Linked DNA regions of Zea mays: region 1 is linked to region 2. Evidence: chromatin contacts called from public Hi-C data. All regions are on one chromosome and are shown on one strand. Each heading gives the region's core, a stretch centred on a gene start, on an enhancer-like site or on the middle of the called end of the contact. The rest is flanking DNA. Distances are from core to core; before and after follow the strand shown.

Region 1 (3,026 bases), core at 343-2,842, 190 kb after region 2:
TTGGTCCTGGTAATCTATTTGCAATTTTTGGTCGAAATTGAAATATTTTATGAATTTAATTGCATTTTGATAATTTTCAAGACAAAATAATAATAATACACAAATAGTCTCAGAAAATCATGAAATTCGACTGAGGGACAATATATGCCTATATAACATCCTAAAAAATGTTTGGGCCATAAAATCTAAAGATTGTCAGCGTTTATTTCAATTCACTTTCACTTGTTGCGTTAGTTATATGTGAAATCACCTTAAGTATCCAAATTTTAACATAATCAATAATTCACTTTATCATTTTCACATGTGGAGTTGAGGTTATTTTCTTATATGATGTGTATTAATTTTGGTAACTTATTTGCCATTTTCGGTCGACATCATAATATTTTATGGATTTAATTGCATTTTGATGATTTTCTACATAAAGAAAATAATAATTCACAAACAATCTAAAAAATCATGAAATTTGACAGAGGGGTAATATATGTCCACATAAAATTCTAAAAAATGTTTCGGCCATAAAGTTCATAAGATGTCGGTGATTATTTTCATTTCACTTCCACTTGTTGTGTGAGTTACACGTGACATGAGCTTAAGTATCTTAGTTTCAACATAATCTTTATTTCACTTTATCATTTTCATATAGGGACTTGAGGTTATCTTCTTATGAAATATTTATTAGTCTTGGTAACTTATTTGCAATTTTCGGTCGATACTAGAGAATTTTATGGATTTAAATGCATTTTATTGATTTTCTGCAGAAAGAAATTAATAATACACAAATAGTCTCAGAAATTCATGAAATTTGGTGTAGGTGCAACATATGTCCATATAGCATCCTCAAAAATGTTTGAACCATAAAATCCACAAGATGTCAATGATTATTTCATTTGATTTCCACTTATTTGTGTGATTTACATGTAAAACCACCATAAACATCTAAGTCTCAACATAAACAATACTTCACTTTTATCATTTTCATGTGGGTGCTTGATGTTATATTCTTGTAGAAATTCATGGAATTTTATGGAGGCGTAGCATATGTCCACATATAATCTTCAAAAAATGTTTGGACTAAAGGAGGAGCTAAATGATTATAACTATGATATATTTGGAATTGTATCTTACACGATATCCGATAAAAATATTCGTTACCGACGCTATCCGTATCCGACTAGTTTCGTATTCGACCCACGACTATCCGTATTTGTATTCGAGGACATCCGTATTTATATTCGTATCCGAAGCCATCAGTATTCATATTCGAATCCGAATAAAAATATGAAAACAAATATGATTTTATTGATATCCGTCCGTATTCGATCCGATTACACCTCTAGGAAGTTAGACTTACAGTGCACCGCTGTGTTATCCTCCCACCATTAGAAGCGGGCAGTGATCTATAAAGCCAGCCTCACGCGGTGCCTGCCGCTTCAGGTCTAGAGAGGTCCAGGCCTTCGCCCGAGCCCCGCCAGCCACTACCAACTTGGGACGGGCAGGCCGGCCCGTGTTACATACAGGCCCAGGCCCAGAAGCCGTCAGAAGACATCCAGCCCTAGGCTAGGCGCACGGCGGCACGGGAGGCAGACGAGGCGAGAAGTGGCAACTGGCAACTGGTACCTTTGGGGAGGCGAGGAAGGACACGAGGTCGGTGCGTTCGTGCGTGCCCTTCTCACTGCACGCCAGTGAGAATTGAGATCCCAGCACCGAGACGACGACACAAGTCTCACCTCCATCCTCCTTTACTCCTCATCCTAGATCCCTCTCTCCGAACCCCGCCGCCCGCCGCAGATCCGAAGGTCATTGGCAGCCATGATCTCGTCCAGCAAGCTCAAGTCCGTCGACTTCTACAGGTGCGTTCCCGATCCGTTCTCCCTAGATCTCAAGAGCACCTCCACTCCTCGCCCCTTTCCGGGATAGACTGGGATGGTGCGATTCCCTGGGGTTGGATTGAATATATATTGCTAGTCTAGAACGGAGAGTGGTTTCGTCAGGTTGGGCTTGGCGGATTTCGTTTGGGTGAGTCCTGGATGGCAGCGGTGTGTGCCTCGCGGCGAATGCGCATTTTGGCGGGGTACTCTGCGTCAGCGAGAGGGTATCCTTTGTCTGTTTCTAGCTGGGTAGAGACGAGAGACCCGCACGATGAATCGGTAGCTGCTGTGTTCAAAATGTTGGTGTGTGAGTCTGACATCTGTAATTGCATCTTGACTGTTACTGTATATTTCGTTTTTGTGAGAAATTTGCTATTTTGCCACTCATTTTGGCTTTTGTAGTGGTGCTTCGGTTTGTAGTACGTGTTACACTCTGGTGGGATATGCCATTCTAATAAATTCTACACCCTCATTGCAAATTATAAGACGTTCTGTCTTTTTTTTAGATACATTACTTTTATTATATATGTAGACATGATGTAGATCTAAGTGCATATCAAAACCTATGTATCTAAAAAGAGCCACAACATCTTATAATTTGAAATGGAGGAAGTAAAATAGAAGCTAATTGGACAGTTTTGGATTGGATGGCATTGCTTTGTCTGCTTGCAGAAGCTCGTCCTTAGTAAGGGTCCGTTTGGATCCCAAGAGCTAAAGCAAAAGTGACTATAGTTTAGTCATTTAGTGGCTAAAGATCCAAACACGAAGAGCTAAAAGTGACTAAAATGGTCCTAAGCATACTTAGCCAGTCATGCCAAAGTTCTTTTCATACCATTCTGTTTCTGTTAAAACAAATAACTGCTTATTATTCAGACGTTATACATTCATGCTATGTTGAACTATTGTGCAAGGGTCTGAACCATTATTGTTATGATTTGAAAGTTGAGTAGCTTACACTATTTAGTTTTTCGATGTATCAATCACGTTCGATCAGAAACTTATTGTTATCAATAGTCAACCTTTGTTTGAGCAAGCTGTTAGTCCTTGATTTGCAAGTCCCCAGAATAATAAACTGGAGATTAATTTGATTCAGAATGGCTGACTTTTTCTGTTCTCTCCTCAGTTACATTTACGTGTGGTGAAATTCTATGATTTCTT
Region 2 (2,991 bases), core at 314-2,813:
AAAATCATCTGTGTATCAATTGTATTTTAGTGAGGCAAACACTGTACCAAACAATGATGGCATGAGTTAGTTAAGATGTGGATGTGGACACATGTTCAATTTAAGCTTTTTGATAGTACTTGTTAAATTGCTGCAACTTCCTCCATCAATGATGACACACGACACTTCAAAATTAAAAGAAATTGAGTTTCAAAATCTAAGAATTTAAAACAAATACCTGAGCCTCTAAACGAACCCATGAATGAATTTGCAATGGTCAAGAAGAATATTTTGTCTGGCTTTAAAAATTCAGGGTGTGTGCTGTTCAGTATTGAAGTTTGAGAGGGTCTTTTAAATGCACGTCGGACATTTTCTTCGGGCAAATCTGACTGGATATATACAACATATACTAGTTAAATTGTAATTATATTTGATATAAAAAAACTACATGTGTATATCCGTGCAATGCTCAAAACGTGTATCAAATAAACTATCTGGTCCTGTTCAGTTTGACTGTCGAACGAAAAAAATAACTATACCGTTTAAACCCTAATTGTCGTGACGTATATCATGATCCAACGCGAATGACCAGCCACGACAGCATCCACGCCACCATGTTCGGTAATATAGTTATTGCAAGATTAACATACCGTTAGATATGTACAACCCTATTTAATATAAAGTCTCTTAAGAGGTCTCTAATGAGTCAAGTGAAAAAATAGCTCTTCGCAAAGAGTCCATTCTTCAGAACTCTCTATAAATATTGTCTCTTATTTATATTTATTATCTAGAGTCTTAGGATTGTATTGTGCAGTATTTTAATTATCAGAATATTTTAAAATCCGAAACTGAGTCTCATGCCCTTACACATACAAACTCTAACGATGAACACATGTAACATGACATTATGACAACATTAATTAGTCCCCATTCCGCTGGCTGGTTCTGAGCGTGCAGCACTGCAGCGATTGCTTGGAGCCGAATTCTTGCAGCAACACACAGGGTCTGTTTGGTTGGGCTGTGGCTGTGAAAAAAGTTGCTGTGGGCTGTGAGCTGTGGAAAAAGCTGCTGTAGGCTGTAAGCCGTTAAAAAGCTAAAAACTATTTGGTGGAAACCACTAAAAGTCGTTAAAAGTTCTTCGATATATGTTTTCACAGTTCCATTTGAAAAGCCACTAAAAGCAGGTTCAGTGGTGCTTTCAGATTTGCACTGTGAGAAAGCCAGCTTTTAGAAAAAGCTGCTTCCTGGATCTAACCCTTTGGTTGGCTTTTGGCTTTTAGGGGGCAAAAGCCAAAAGCCAAAAGTCAAACCAAACACACCCACAGTTTGTTTGTTTGCTAGGGGGAATCTGCGATGCTAGATTCCGTTGGTGAACACGGTCTGGATTGTCCCAGATGTTTGTCACGCTGCTTCCAACCGAACGAGGCAGGTGAAATCCCGGCCCGATGCTGCACGTTACGTGAAGATGCCGCTTTGTCCGCTTCACCTTCTCGACACCTCGCCGATCTCTGCCGCACCCTACCACCATCACTGGTGCCAACTACATAACGAGTAGCTAGTCAACGAGCTCTAGGCTAGCTCTAGCTAGCTAGCACGCAACAATGGCGGCCTCCGTGGCCGTTGCGCTCCTAGTCGCCTTCCTCACGCCGGCCCTTTTTCTTTACCTGTTCACAAGGCCCAACAAGAAGCCGTTGCCGGGCAAGTTGCCGCTGCCCCCGGGCTCACTGGGTCTGCCGATCATCGGGCAGAGCCTGGGCCTGCTGCGCGCGATGCGGAGCAACACCGGCGAGCGGTGGCTGCGGGACCGGATCGACCGGTACGGCCCCGTGTCCAAGCTGTCGCTGTTCGGCGCCCCCACGGTGTTCGTGGCGGGCCCCGCCGCGAACAGGCTCGTGTTCGCGAGCGACGCGCTGGCGCCGAAGCAGCCCCGCTGCCTGCCGCTCATCCTGGGCCGCCGCAACATCCTCGAGCTCGTCGGCGACGACTACCGGCGCGTGCGCGGCGCCATGATGCAGTTCCTCAAGCCCGACATGCTGCGGCGGTACGTGGGCGCGATCGACGCCGAGGTCGCGCGCCACCTGGACGGCCGGTGGGCGGGGCGCCGGGCCGTCGCCGTGCTGCCGCTCATGAAGCTGCTCACGTTCGACATCATCGCCACGCTGCTCTTCGGCCTCGATCGCGGCGCCGTCAGGGAGCGCCTCGCCGCCGCGTTCGCGGACATGCTGGAGGGCATGTGGTCCGTGCCGCTGGACCTGCCCTTCACGGCGTTCCGCAGGAGCGTGAGGGCCAGCGCGAGGGCGCGGCGGGTGCTCGAGGCGACGCTCGGGGAGAAGAAGGCCAGGCTGGAGCGCGGCGAGGCGTCGCCCGCAGACGACCTCCTGAGCTGTCTCGTCAGCCTTCGCGCCGAGGACGGCGCCGGGGGCCAGCGGCTGCTGACAGACGAGGAGATCGTGGACAACGCCATGGTCGTCCTCGTCGCCGGCCACGACACGTCGTCCGTGCTCATGACCTTCATGGTCCGCCACCTCGCCGGCGATCCCGCGACCCTCGCCGCCATGGTTCAAGGTAATCGAGAAATAGACCGCGCGCGGCTATGCATGCGGCATGCCTTTCGTAGATAAATCAAATGCTCGTGACCATGGCATGGATGGACGTCTCATGTTTGTATGTATGGCATGCATGCATGCATAATATTGGCCGCAGAGCACGACGAGATTGCCAAGAACAAGGCCGACGGCGAGGCGCTGACCTGGGAGGACCTGCACCGCATGAGGTTCACATGGCGCGTGGCCCTGGAGACGCTGCGGATGATCCCTCCCATCTTCGGCAGCTTCCGGCGAGCGCTGGAGGACATCGAGTTCGACGGCTACTGCATCCCCAAGGGGTGGCAGGTGTTCTGGGCGTCCAGCGTGACGCACATGGACCCCAGCATCTTCACGGACCCGGACAAGTTCGAGCCGTCCCGGTTCGAGAGCCAGGCGCCGCCCTACTCGTTCGTGGCGTTCGGCGGCG

The links. A called contact is a pair of places that touch in the nucleus more often than the background predicts.
Region 1: a Hi-C map of endosperm shows a contact between it and region 2, with 3 times the contacts expected there. The contact joins the promoter of LOC606417 here to the promoter of LOC100272916 in region 2. A contact is called at or near these places in 2 of 25 Hi-C or Micro-C datasets (endosperm and leaf).

Annotation. Positions count from the first base shown.
Region 1 is chr2:210,332,832-210,335,857 of Zm-B73-REFERENCE-NAM-5.0, forward strand. LOC606417 (protein disulfide isomerase 12) reads left to right here and starts at 1,593. Exons shown (of 15, transcript NM_001112292.1): 1 at 1,593-1,850. The coding sequence starts at 1,810.
Region 2 is chr2:210,144,312-210,147,302 of Zm-B73-REFERENCE-NAM-5.0, forward strand. LOC100272916 (putative cytochrome P450 superfamily protein) reads left to right here and starts at 1,564. Exons shown (of 2, transcript NM_001147368.1): 1 at 1,564-2,544; 2 at 2,683-2,991. The coding sequence starts at 1,581. LOC100278097 reads left to right here. Exons shown (of 3, transcript NM_001151488.2): 3 at 1-123.